Linked DNA regions of Danio rerio: region 2 is linked to region 1. A link is a contact called in public HiChIP or PLAC-seq data. All regions are on one chromosome and are shown on one strand. Each heading gives the region's core, a stretch centred on a gene start, on an enhancer-like site or on the middle of the called end of the contact. The rest is flanking DNA. Distances are from core to core; before and after follow the strand shown. Region 1 overlaps rerea (arginine-glutamic acid dipeptide (RE) repeats a). Region 2 overlaps rerea (arginine-glutamic acid dipeptide (RE) repeats a).

The links. HiChIP or PLAC-seq counts read pairs in DNA pulled down with a chosen protein or histone mark.
Region 2: an H3K4me3 HiChIP or PLAC-seq map of embryo shows a contact between it and region 1, with 2.7 times the contacts expected there. The contact joins two enhancer-like sites.

What each region holds. Positions count from the first base shown.
Region 1 is chr23:25,714,162-25,721,151 of GRCz12tu, forward strand. All of the region lies in intron 2 of rerea (arginine-glutamic acid dipeptide (RE) repeats a), which reads left to right. Among named protein-coding and RNA genes, the nearest start is that of rerea, 88 kb to the left of the region's middle. Within about 2 kb of position 5,495, at least 3 of the 62 cell types and tissues checked have an H3K27ac peak or open chromatin away from gene starts, as enhancers often do.
Region 2 is chr23:25,858,263-25,865,472 of GRCz12tu, forward strand. It overlaps rerea (arginine-glutamic acid dipeptide (RE) repeats a), which reads left to right. Exons shown (of 23, transcript XM_073938965.1): 18 at 310-1,697; 19 at 3,311-3,533; 20 at 3,634-4,345; 21 at 5,951-6,091; 22 at 6,178-6,358; 23 at 7,164-7,210. The coding sequence ends at 7,197. Among named protein-coding and RNA genes, the nearest start is that of samd11, 97 kb to the right of the region's middle. Within about 2 kb of position 1,334, at least 3 of the 62 cell types and tissues checked have an H3K27ac peak or open chromatin away from gene starts, as enhancers often do.

The DNA.
Region 1 (6,990 bases), core at 4,245-6,744:
TGTGCCAATTTAGCAAGGAACACGAATGTCTCTGGGATTTAGTTTAAAGCCCGAGTAAACAATGCTGACGTTCTCAACATTACTGACAAACACTGCACTGTGAGCGGTCTGCTTGGAAAGCTATGAAAAGCAGTGGAGATATATATATATATATAAAAATAATCATCATTAAAACATGTTATACTAAAGTAATGCAATAATTTAACAACATTAGATGTAGCATAAAATGCTAATGTACATATCTGATGTGAAAGAAAAGTCTAAAAATAAATATTTATTGCAAAAACGACTAAAACAAATAATGTTAATGTACTGATAATGTTAATTCCAGCTAACAGACTTAATATAGCAATCTCTTTGCATTAAAATCACTTTTTTTTTTTATAGGCAATAGGCATGGGCTGGTATAAGATTCAGACGGTATGAAAAAAACCTTGGCTAAAAATATCATGGTATGACAGTATTGGGATTTACTGCTCCCAAATATTTAAATCATTGACCTCCTATCGCAATTAGATTTCTTGAAAAAGGCATATTTGGACATCTTTCTATTCTTTAGATATGAAGTAAGTAAGCCACTGCACTGTTCAGGATGCACATAGCAGCATAGGATTTCTCAAATGTAGCTTTTGATGTGGAGATACTGTTGCCCTAAAAACTAAACAAAATATTTGTAAAAAAAAAAAAAAAAAAACATGTTAAAAAAAAAAAAAAAACACATACACCTTGACTTTTCCAAACAGCTGTAAACCTTGTTAACCGTTCTTGTCCCATGCCTAGTCACCAATGATCTTTGGCATGTTGGTGACAGTAAAAGCATCGTTTGCATTTATCTTGTGAGTCGTTGTTGAAATGGATGAAGCACATCCTGTAAGATTCAGACATTTTTTATTGTCAAAAGCATTTGGTTACAGCCATTGTGGGATTCTTTTGCTTGTTTGCACAGTCTCCAAACTTGTAAAATAGACTCATCCTGAAAGCTTCAGAATGCTAAAATGGCACCTAGCAAATTGAAGTCAAGGTTTTTTCGTCTGCTAGTAGAGAAAGGCTGTCAGCTGATGGAGTGTGTGTGTGTGTGTGTGTGTGTGTTGGTGTGTATGAAGGGAAAGTAAATGGGGGTGGAAGTGGCTGGTGTCTGTTGAAGGGAAGCACGAGTGTTTGTTCCCGATGACAGGCATCAGAGTGTGAATATGACCTCTGGTGGAAAAAAAAAGTGGGCGAAAAAAAGAAAAAGGCAACAGCGGCTGAGATCAACCTCTACTTTCAGGCACTTCGGACTGCTGTTATTTTGTATTACTTTGAAAACGGGCTGTTTCAGGGCGGTATGGTTTTCGCAGAGACATTGCAAAGCACGCCGTTTTTATAAGTAGTGGAATAAATCCCATCCATCTCTGCAATGGTGTGAAAGATTATGTTTAATTTCTTCACGCTGTTTTTACTGCTTGATAACTCGCTGAACCTTATACCAGTGAACATTTGCTTTTGAATGCGTTTTCCTTTTTTTCAGCCTCCCTTCCGCTTGTCTGCTGATCCCTGGTGAATGCATTAAATGAAGTTACTAGATATGAGTGCTTAAGGGGCCAGGGCCTCCCAGGCTTGCCAAGGCGCTCTGAAGCTTGGCTCACTCAACCATGTCATCTTTTCTTTCTCGTCATTTTTTAGTGTGTGTGTGTTGTCTCAGCTACTGGCTGACTTATTAGTATGGCAGGGCATTTTAAGTCTTCAGATACCTGCAATGAAAGACAGTCTGGTAGAAGGACGTGCAATAAATCAGTCATCTACATCTGATTCCTTTGTTAAAATTCAGCAAATTGATAGGGTTTGTTATTTGACTTCTTTCATTTTTTACTTTTTAAATATAGAAACATATATTCTTAAATAATTTTGGAAACAATATGGTTCAGTATATGCTAAGCTGATTCAAAAGCATTTGCGGCATGCTATTGAGTTGTACAAAAATCTTACAAACCCCACTTATTTCAGTGTTCACCTAATGTAAAATCCACGTTAAGTTGCTGCAGACTTTTATTTTAGGGCGATGTATTTTAAAAATAAATGAAATATAGAGTATTAGGTAGGGCTGTAGGATATTGGAAAAGTCTGACATGGTGATATTTTATTTTTTTGCGATATATTTTATCTATACATATTCACCAAATGATTGAATAGCACTATTTGGAAGAATTAGGCCCATAATATTTTAAGTAGGGCTGCACGATTCTGGCTAAAATGAGAATCTCCATTTATTTTGCTTAAAATCAAGATCACGATTTCCTCACGATTCTGTCATTATCTATGTTTCCATGTAAAAATGTGAATTACTTTATGCGTAAAGCTATAATATCGTATTAAAGGTGTGCGAATAAAACAGCGTTTCCATCCAACAAGTCAAAGCGAACAAAATCGCCACTTCCTGATAAACTGGCGCCAAATATCAAAAATAAAAACAGAATTTGCTGGGATAAGGGAAGCTGCGTGAATCTTTTCTTTATTTATTAAATGACTTGAGATGGTTAAGGGTTTTAGAATGGCCAAAACAACATTTTAGATGTTTTTACAACAATATTAGACCCCTTTTTTTTTTTTTCACTGGTAATACGAGTCGTTTGTCGTTATCAGATTCCCGCTTATATTATATTTAACATTATGAGTAGTTATACTGACCCAGTAAACATTTATTTTCATGAACAACAGTTCAAATGCTGTCAAATGTTTGTCTTAATCATTAGTCTAAAATGCAATCTGATCATTTAAATGAAGTGCAAGCTTTCGGTTTCACTTTTCCCTGCCGAGTGCGGTTCATGTCGTGGCTGCCGTCACTTTGAGTTCAGTTTGCAACAAACGGAACGTTATTTACAACTTTATTACCCGTTATTTACAGCCTTTGCAGATTCTGTTCACTAAAGTAGACATCATTGGCATGCGCATTTCCTCTCGGTAGTAAACAAACAGGGCGTCAGCTCCTGTGTGATTTCACGGATACGAATACGTCATTACATTGACAAAAATGACAAGTTAATCAAATAAATACAGTATGTGACACTTTTAATGCCATTTAAAGGTGTCCATGTTGCTGAGCAGTGTATTAAAAACAATGTGAAGGCTTGTGCAACTGCCTTTATGCTTCTCTCCTGACCCTCAAAATAGAATTGGCTGAATCGTAGAAAGGCTGGATTAGGATTGTGTGTAGAGTTAAATCGAGATTGTGATGTTTTTTTGATTAATCATGCAGCCCTAATTTTAAGATTAGATTTTTGCCTGCTTAAAACCTTAACTATGGCTTTTGCTTCAGTAAACTCCTAATTTGCTCTTTATTTATAGTTATTAAAGTAGTTTAGGTATTGGGTTAGGGATGTAGAAAAAGATCATGCAGAATAAGTAGGTTATTAGCACTAATAGAAGTACTACTCAATAGCATGCATGCTATCAAGCAGCTAGTTAATAGTGAGAATTGGTCCTTAAATTGATATCAAATGTATTCATTTTAATTGATTGGCATGGTTCTGTAGGGGAGTGAATCCTACATAAAGTGTAATAAATAACAAGCATAAAGCAAAGATAAAAGGGAAATACGCTGTGCATACTTTCTGCATATTATTCTTTATTAAACTTCCAATTGGTAGAGACTTTAATCTCTCTCATGCCTTACAAAGATGCAAATGATACAATTTCACTTCATCAAAGTTAAACTCTGCAATAAATGTTTACAAATCTTGTTTTTTGATCTCTGACTTATGCTCAAATATAATCCCAACTCAACATTGTATGCAATGTAACTATTGCCAATGCATACATTGCGATATCCATGCTGAAATGATATATTGTGCAGCCCTTGTAGGGGGTGAGGGTTCATTTTTTTATCTCCTCTTTTTTTGAGGAGTTGTTGGAGGGCCTAGTAAAACATATTACGCCCATGCCATCAAACTTATATCATCAGAGATGAACTGCCATTCCAGAGAGAAAGCAATTGGCTAGATTATGATTAATTATTTCTAAAACAAACATACAAACAAAAAAAATCAGTGGTTTAACTTGCATGGATTAATTGCTCATTTTAAGACTAACAATGTGCACTTGCAAAATAAAAATTGTGCATTTTAATTTCATTGGACTTTTAGGATGACCTTTTTTTTGTTTGTCTCACCTAAAATGACCAGATTTGCTCAAGCTTTTCAATATTTGCAGAAATTTTATGGTCTTTTGCAGTGAAAATCCACTAAAGATGTACTGAGCTGATTGGTGTTAGTGATATTTAAAGGAACATGTAAAAGGTGTACAAACATTCACAACTTTCATTCACAACAAAGTATTAGATGCTTCTACCTCTCTCATTTATTATTATTTTGTTATTAAGTGGAAAACACACAGCGCATATTTACTCTTTCACCTAAATGCTACTGTTTGGTATAATTTTTTACATATTTTTTGCTGGCCAGTTATCTACAAAATAAAAAGAATGAATAAATTTTTGTTTTAAAATAATAATTTCAATAATAAGGGGATTATGAATTAAATTCAAGTAGACCCATTATAACATGTAAAATACAGCATTTCTGACAATTTCCTTTATAATTTGAGTTAAATTAAAGTATCGCTATACTATTTGGAATTGTGATACTTCAGCTAGTATAGTATTGTAAGATGATGTAATAGTATCGCGACAACCCTAGTCAGCAGTGTGAGTTGTCTTGTGATGTTCAGTATTAATATACTATTAATCATGTATTATAAAACTTCATTTAAACCCTCAACAAAAACAACAACAAAAACATTTTAGGAGCACACAAACATTTACTTGTTGTGCACTCCTCCAAACTCACTTCCTGTTGATCTTAAATGCCTCCGAAAAATGTTGACGTTGAAGATGTTGTCATCATTAAAAAAAAAAACACTGACCCATTGACTTCCATAGTAATTTAGTAAATTCCCATTGTACACTATTGAAATCAATAGTTCCCAGCAACCAGCATTCTTCAAAATATCTTCTTTCATGTTCAACAGAAGAAAATAAATCACAACAGATAATAAATGAGGTGATTTTCATTTTTTGGGTGAACTATAGGGTGATATAAGTAATTTCTACACTAAAATTATGTGAACATTGTTTACATCTTGTAGCTATACTATTGAAGCCGAGTATTTTATGGTTGCATTACTTTATAAATGCATATCTATTTTTTAAAGAACAGAACGAATGGGTTGAATTCATTTTTTCAAATGCTGTCGATTGATCCTAACTCTTATTGAACTCAGAATATTGCTTGAATTCTTGTCATCTCAAGCAGAAATCTTGAATAATACTGTGGTGTGAAGGGGTCAGGGTACAGTAGCTGAGGCATTGTGATGGCTATTGAATGCAGAGCAGAACTGAATAGACACAGTCAGCTTCCTAGATACATGCTTAGGCCTGTAGAATGCAGAATGCTTTGCTTGTAACTGCACCGGTTGTCTCCTTTCATTATCGCTTAATGGTGCCCAACTTGACAGGGCCATGTGATAAACAGAGGAGCTGTGAAATCCTGGAGGTGGAGTTCTCGTCTGGCTGATAATGGGATCTCATCTGCTGTTGCGAATGCCTGCGGAACAGCCATCTGAGTGCATGAAATGCAAAGCATTCACAATTTTGGTTGCCTTTTCAGTCTCGTAAAGCAACTTGAACGGCTTACATTTCCTCCGAATACACGGCTCGCGCTTGATACATCTGTCTGAGCTCTCAGCGTGCATTAGTTGAAAATTTATTAGAGCCATCACAGGGGTTTTGATTATGTTGCCGAGTGCATTTGGTGAAATAGCATTCGAATGTGTTTGCGTATTAGCTTCACCGCGTCGATCATGAGCGTCAGTCATCCAGGAGAAAGGTTTGTTTGCAAATAACATCCTGATGATTTAATATTCGTCGCACGAACACAATCCATACATTGTTCAGGCATTCCCCACATGGCCCGCGAACACGCACCTTCCGTCCTGATTCATTTCTGAGCGCTAATTAACTGTCTGCCACCATGTCAAACGCATTGTTGTGTATTTTTCTCACGAGCCAGTAGCTAATCTCCTATTGGCTGATAGCAATGATCGGTATCTCTCTGAAAACTGCATTCTCTAAATATCTTCCCTGTGCACAGTGAGGATCTCGCATAAGCAAGTGACTCAGGTTTCCTGTTGGGCACATTGTAAGTGCTATCAGGGCGGCTCGGGGAGATAAATATGGATGCACTTGAGTAAATGTAATAAATACGCCTGAATGTGAAGCTCAAACGCTTTCCAAGAGGGGAGGAGGTTGCCTGCTGGGGTGTGTGTGTGTGTGTGTGTGTGTGTGTGTGTGTGTGTGTGTGTGTGTACGTGTGGGTGCATGGCAGAGCTAAGGATTGTCAGGAGAAACAGAAGTCACACTGTCTCTGGCTCCCCTGGAGCTGGAAAGCGTTTGCCAGCACTGGGATCACTAGGGACACCTCCTCCTTTTGAAAACCTGACAGGCTACATGGTTTGCAGCACAATAAAGGGCCCGCAGTACACCAAACTCACTTCCTATTGATCTTAGCTGCCTCCGCAAATATAACGTTGGTGAAGAGAAAATCTTTTTTACTTTTTTTTCTCTTTCTTTGTCTGTGTATGCGTGTGTGTGTGTTGGTTTATTAGATTTTGAGGTATCGTACAATGAAACATTTGATTAGTAGTATTTAGATCAGTGACATGACTGGAATCACTGTTGCCTTCTGAGTTTATTGTGCAATTCATATAATTAAATACTGCCATGATGAACATGTTTACAGTTTTTGACCTAAAAGCAAGCTAGTTAAACTGAAAGGAATGAAGTGGGTTAAATTGTGGGAAAACAAATATGCAGGAAGCTATTTTTCTGTCATGCATTTGTACATTGTCTTATACAATGCTCAGCATAATTGAGTACAGCCCATTTTACAAATGAATGTTATTATTCATTTATAAATAAATAATTAATCAGGGTATCTGCAGGGTCTTAAAATGTCTTAA
Region 2 (7,210 bases), core at 84-2,583, 140 kb after region 1:
CTCCATTAATTTTAAAGACATTAATAAATTAATTCTAAAGTTCACTGAAAGGTTTGTGGCAGCTCTGTTTGGCCCAGAGTCCAGTGAAGACACTAGATTTTAAGGTTGTATTTACTTTGGCTGTTACCTTTGGTAGCAGCTTGATTGCACAGAGTGATTTCATATCCTTTAAATGTCATGAGTTCATTGCAACTCAATGACTGTGAAATGCAAAGGTTATTTGTTCTTGATCATGACTGCACCTATTATCATCAGTAACCCCTGCTTCGGTCAAGTTTGTTGACCCTTTCTCCTGTTTATCTCACACAGGAAATAAGTGTGCCGAACTCGCCTTCAGAGTGTGAGGGAGAGGGCGAGGGTGAAAGCTCAGATGGGCGAAGTGTGAACGATGAGGGCAGCAGTGATCCTAAGGATATTGACCAGGACAACCGCAGCTCTTCTCCAAGCATCCCTAGCCCACGAGACAACGAGAGTGACTCTGACTCCTCAGCCCAGCAGCAGATCCTTCAGGGCCAGCACCCTCCAGTCATCCAGTGCCAGACAGGGACTTTACCCCCAGCCCCTCCACCGGCAGCTGCAGCTTCTACAACACCCACCTCAGGCGCACCTTCACTGTCCTCTCAACCATCTCCATCCATCCCCCCTACCTCCATGCCTCCTCAGCAGATACCACCCGCGGGTCCGCTGTCTCTCATTCAGTCAGGGGTGCAGAGGCTGCCGTCACCTCATTCCCCATTGCAAGGCATGCCTCAACCGCCTCCACCCTCTCAAACCTGCCCACAAGCCCTGCAGCCTCCACTACATGGTCCCATGCCACCCATGGGCCACCCTCTGCAGGCAGGGCCCTCACACATGCCTCACCCTCATGCTTTACCCACTCAGCCCTTCCCAATGGCTCAGTCTCAGGTTCCCCCTTCACCCCTTTCTGGTCAAGCCCAAGCTGCCTCCCTGTCCCAACAACAGCGACCTCACACACCTCCATCACAGTCGCAGTCCTCTTCACAGAGCGGCAGTCAGCCTCCCAGAGAGCAGCCTCTCCCACCCGCACCATTACCCATGCCCCACATCAAACCTCCGCCAACCACCCCTATCCCACAAATGCCAAATGCTCAATCACACAAACATCCCAGCCACCCCCCATTCCCGCAGATGCCTTCCAACCTGCCCCCACCGCCCGCCTTGAAACCCCTCAGCTCTTTATCCAACCATCACCCTCCCTCTGCCCACCCGCCACCCCTTCAGCTCATGTCTCAAAGCCAGCAGCTACAGCCTCCACCGGTGCAACCTCCAGTGCTCACCCAGTCACAAACTCTTCCGGCAACAGGAAGTCAAGCACCGCCACCGGCTCCTCCGCTCCCTTCCTCTTCCTCTGCCTCACACTCAGCGCCTTCTCAGCCCCCCTTCCCTCCTCATTCCTTCATGCCAGGCAGTTCACCCGTCTTGTCGCCCTCCACCGTTCCCACCTCAGTGTCCAGCTCTATGACTACACTGCAGCAACCTCCGCCCTCCATATCTATGCCACTACCTGCATCGGTCAGCGCTCCCTGCCCAGGACCCTCCACTGTGCCACCTGTACAGATTAAAGAAGAGCCTCTGGATGAAACAGAGGAGCCAGAAAGTCCTCCACCACCACAGAGGAGTCCTTCGCCTCCACCCACCATCGTCAACACTCCCAGTCACGCCAGCCAATCAGCACGGTACTTGATATTTCTTTTCCAATTTTGTGTCTTTAATTTATTATTACTATTTATCTTTTTTCCACAATATTTTCAGCAGTACAATAAAAAAACGTGTTATATTAATTAGGGATGCACCAATATGGACTTTTGTGCCAATATCGATAACCGATAACTCTTTATATGTGGAGGCCGATACCCGATATAAATATAGACCGATAAATATTTCAAGATGTTATATTTTTATACAGTGAAGAACTAATTATTTTTTAAACTTCATAAAAGTGGTAACTGATCTTATGAACTGAATAGCCTAAAACATATCTACAATGATAAGGAATATGGTTACCTACTGAGTTAAAAATGCACAGCAATATCACACAAACAAAGGACAGACTTTGAAGGAATAAACATTGTGTGGAAAGCTCCGTTACAGTGCCCTGGACAAGTCTGAACAAGTTCGACTCGCTTATGCGCGAGGCAGGCAGTTTTGTACAATTACATTATCTATTGGCCTAAAGATATTGGCCTGATGTTGATATTGGACCGATAGCGATAACATTAAAAATAGTATTTATCTGCCGATAACGATATGACCGCTGATATATCTTGCAGCCCTAATTTTAATATAATAAAAAGCAGTAAATAATAAAATTATTAATCAACAGTATTCATAATGTTTGTTAGAATGTAATATTAATACTTTATTGGAATATAAATAAAATAAAATCTACATTATTATAGCAACAAAAAGTGTTGTAAATAATATTGTTACATTGATTAACAAAGTAAATAGGGCCAGTTAGCATATCTGTGAGGAGTTTGCATGTTCTCCCTATGTTTGAGTGGTTTTTCTCTGATTTCCTCCACAGTCCAAAGACATGCGCTGTAGGTGAATTAAATAAACTAAATGCAGGGGTGTTTCCCAGTATTGGGTTGCAGCTGGAAGGGCATCTGCTGTGTAAAACATATGCTGGATAAGTTGGCAGTTCTTTTGCTGTGATGACCCCTGATGAATAAAGGAACTAAGCCGAAGGAAAATTAATAAAGGAATAGTACATAGTTTTATAAATAAAAACAATATTTAATGAATCATTAATTGTATTTTTGCTTTAATTATAATTTTTTTTTTTATTAATGATAATTTGTCTCTTCAAACTATGCTTTTGCCTTAAAGTTGTATTAAATAGCACTGTCATTAAATACCTGCCTCAGCTTCCGCTCCTCATCAAGTGTGGACAGGGCACAGATTAATGACTGCATCATTACGATGAAAGCCTCCATCAGAACGCAAGCGCGTCTTTGTAAAGTTGCTGTAGCCTTCTCTCACACTCCCTTGCAGTGAATAGCAATAAGCTCACTAATGCACAGAGAGAGCAGCTCATTACGGCACTGCCGATTAAAAAGACTGATTTAGTGGCTCTAGTGTAGTACAAACGGGAAGACATGCCAGAGGTTATTTATTTGTCACAAAGTAATTGCATTGCTTTTCAGAAGGCTGCAAAATCAGCCTGTGTAAAATTCTGCAACTTATATCTGTCATGAAACAAGAAGGGTTACTCACAACATAAGTCACCCTGACAGTGCTCATTTTAAAAGATTACCCTGACAGCTTTCCATCCATTCTGCTTCAGGTTCTACAAGCATCTGGACAGAGGTTACAACACATGTGCCAGAACAGACTTCTACTTCACACCTCTGGCCTCATCAAAACTGGCAAAGAAACGGGAAGAGGCGCTGGAGAAAGCCAAGAGGGAAGCAGAGCAGAAAGCACGAGAAGAAAAAGAGAAGGAGAGGGAAAGAGAAAAAGAACGAGAGCGGGAACGAGAGAGGGAGAAGGAGGCTGAGAGAGCTGCTGTAAGTTTTCATTTTTTGTGTTGCAGTAAATCTGGTCGTTTGTTAAAATTCTTTCATTGTACCAATTTCTTGTCCCTAAATCTTGGTTTTATCTTTACAGAAAGCTTCCAGTTCTTCTCATGAAAGTCGCATGGGTGAACCCCCGATGGCAGGATCGGCTCATATGAGGACATCTTTCGATCCACCACCAACCACAATCGCCACTGTGCCCCCTTACATCGGTCCAGACACCCCTGCCCTGCGCACGCTCAGCGAATACGCCCGGCCTCACGTCATGTCCCCCACAAACCGCAACCATCCTTTCTTCGTCTCGCTCAACCCTACAGACCCTTTACTGGCATACCACCTGCCAGGCCTCTACAACGCCGACCCCAGCATGCGTGAGCGGGAGCTGAGAGAGCGGGAGATCCGGGAAAGAGAGATTCGTGAGAGGGAGCTCAGGATGGAGAGGATGAAGCCTGGCTTTGAGGTCAAACCTCCAGAGTTGGACAGTCTGCATCCTTCCGCCAACCCTATGGAGCACTTTGCCAGACACGGGCCCATTGGTCTACCTCCCATGGCTGGCCCTCATCCGTTTGCTTCTTTTCACCCGGGACTGAATCCATTGGAGCGGGAACGGCTGGCGCTGGCCGGCCCACAGCTACGGCCTGAAATGACCTACCCTGAGCGGTTAGCCGAGAGGCTACATGTGGAGAGGTTGGCAAACGACCCCATGGCACGATTGCAGATGTTCAACGTGACGCCGCACCACCATCAGCACTCGCACATCCATTCGCACCTACACCTGCACCAACAGGATCCATTGCACCAAGGTGAGGGACCATTCTCTCTGTTCTTGTGTGACAAATTGTTTTATTAGGCCCACATGGAATGTGCGTGCACAGATCTTATTAACTAACTACTTCACAATTTTTGTGTATTTATGTAATGTAGTAACAAATCAGATTGTTTTTTTGTTGACAAATTAGAGCTTTTTGGCTACCAATTAGAGAACAGAACTGTAAACTGTAACAGAACTGTAAAGAGAAATTCGTTGTTTAAATGTGTTATTCTGTGTTCTTAAAGAATTCTTACAGAAAATGTGAAAACTGTCCACAGATTTCATTTGGGCCATTAGAATTCATTAAATTGTATAAGTATAAATGTATTTAATCTGTCTATAAAGGAATTTTATAAATGTCTTAATCAGGGGTGCCCAAACTTTGTCCTGGAGGGCCGGTGTACTTCAGATTTTAGCTCCAACTTGCCTCTAAACACCTGCAAGGGATGTTTCTAGAAAGTCTAGTTAGAGCTTGATTAGCTAGTCCAGGTGTGTTTGATTGGGGTTGAAACTAACCTTTGCAGGACAACGGCCTTCCAGGATTGTGTTTGGACACCCCTGGTCTAAATGAATTATGCTTGAATAAATTTTCTAAATGTGTGTAAATGAATTGTGCTTGAATGACTTTTCTAAATATGTGTAAATAAATTGTGCTTTATCTTTGTTAAAGTTTTTATGAAAAAGGGTTGCAATGAGAGATTTCTGGCAAATAAACCAATAATTAGTTTGAAACTGGCCAACAACCTATTAGCTTGCAATATTTAGAATCAGTATTTAATGTAAAAAGTTTTAAATGAATTTAGATTTGCAAAATTGCAGAGAATGAAAAAAATCATTTAAAGATTGTTTTAACGATATGCAAATAACAGAATAAAAAATAAATGATTTCATTTGAGATTTTCTGGCTTTTACATTTATTATCTAAATCAATTGTTGATATACTATTCCATTTGTTTATTAGCTGATCATTTACTATTAAACATATTTTATTGCGTATTTATCCTATATTAAAATTCCATTTTTTGTTAAAATAAAACTAACAAAGACATTGCATTGTTATAATTAAAAATATTATTTTCCTTGCGTTTTCTGAATATTATACTTTGCAATGTACTTAATAATGTTTCTGTATAAATTATTGATGCACTCGTATTAAGATTCTAGCCTATATATATATGAGCTAATTAGTCAAATTTCTTTTATAATTTTAACAGTCACATCATTATGATGTACAATACGAAAAATAGATACAAATTGAGATTCTATTTGAGATTCTGTTTAACCTTAATTCAAAATCAATATTCGGAAATTTGCATGTAAAATTAAATATGCAAGATTGACTGATACCTTAATGTAATATATGCCAAAAATATTTATTAATATTTAGATTAGTTGTAGTAGATATGATGCAGCCCTACTAGTAAATATTACTATTATTGCATGCTGTTTATTCATGATTTTGCATGATGTTGAATGTCAGTGCTGTCAGTTGCATGCGTGTTTGTGTGTTTATTATACTGTATGTATTGACAATGTACCTTGACAAAAAGCTGCTGACACGGAAAAGGTGGTGGTGAATGTCTTGTGTGTCCCCCAGGTTCTGGGGCACACCCGCTTGTAGACCCTCTAGCCGGAGGACCACACCTCGCCCGCTTCCCGTACCCGCCCGGAGCCATTCCCAACCCGCTGCTCGGACAACCTCCACATGAACACGAGATGCTGCGGCACCCAGTTTTCGGTAAGACTCTCACAAGTGAAACGTCTCCATCTCTAAAGCTCCTTGACCATTGCTTTGACTAATCAGTCCTTGTGCGATTTCGGCAGGCACTCCATATCCCCGAGATCTCCCCGCTGGACTCCCGCCACCCATGTCAGCGGCACACCAGCTGCAGGCCATGCATGCGCAGTCGGCAGAGCTGCAGAGACTCGCCATGGAGCAGCAGTGGCTTCACGGACATCACCACATGCACGGAGGACCTCTGCCAGGACAGGAGGACTATTACAGGTCGGTTCACCACACACACTGACAGACTGAAGATTGGAGTGACTAGGATTTTTTTAAAGGCCTTAAAAAGATAGTTCACCCAAAATGATTTAAATGCCATCATTTATTCACTCTTCACTTGTTTCAAACCGGTTGAATAATGTTGGAAACATGTAATTATTCACTTCCATAGTATTTGTCTGTCCCACTATGGATGTCAATGGTTACAGGTTTTCACCATTCTTTAAAACATCTTTTTTGTGCTCAACAGAACAAAATAAAATGCTTGGACAAGTCAAAGGTGAGTAAATGATGGCTGCATTTTCATTTTTGGGTGAACTAACCCTTTAATGCTTGCTTAGGTGACATCTATTTCATCAATATTTTAATGCTCAGGTTAAATATATTAAATATTCAGTAGATTTAGCATAAAAAATAAATATTAAGTAATCCTTCTTACATCTGGTTTTGGAGTTCGATAATTATAGCTTACTATTATTGAGACCTGCTTTGAATGAGCACCAAATCAGCATATTATAATTGCTTGATTGTCTTTTTTTAATGATCTCATTATTGATTGCATTTGCCTTTAATGTATTAGAGATGACTGCTGAAAATATTGACAATTCAATAAAATATATTAAAATGGAAAACAGTTAAATGTAGAATAGTATAATTATCGTAATAATATTGCTGTTGATCACATCTATAACAGAAGAGACTACTTCCAAAATCAAAGTTTTCAATAACTCCAAATTCTGTTCCAGTCAGTGCTTTAAACATCATTCATAATGCTGTACGTGTGTGTTCTCTCTGTATTTTCCAGCCGGTTGAAGAAGGAAAGTGACAAGCAGCTGTGATGAACCGAAGATC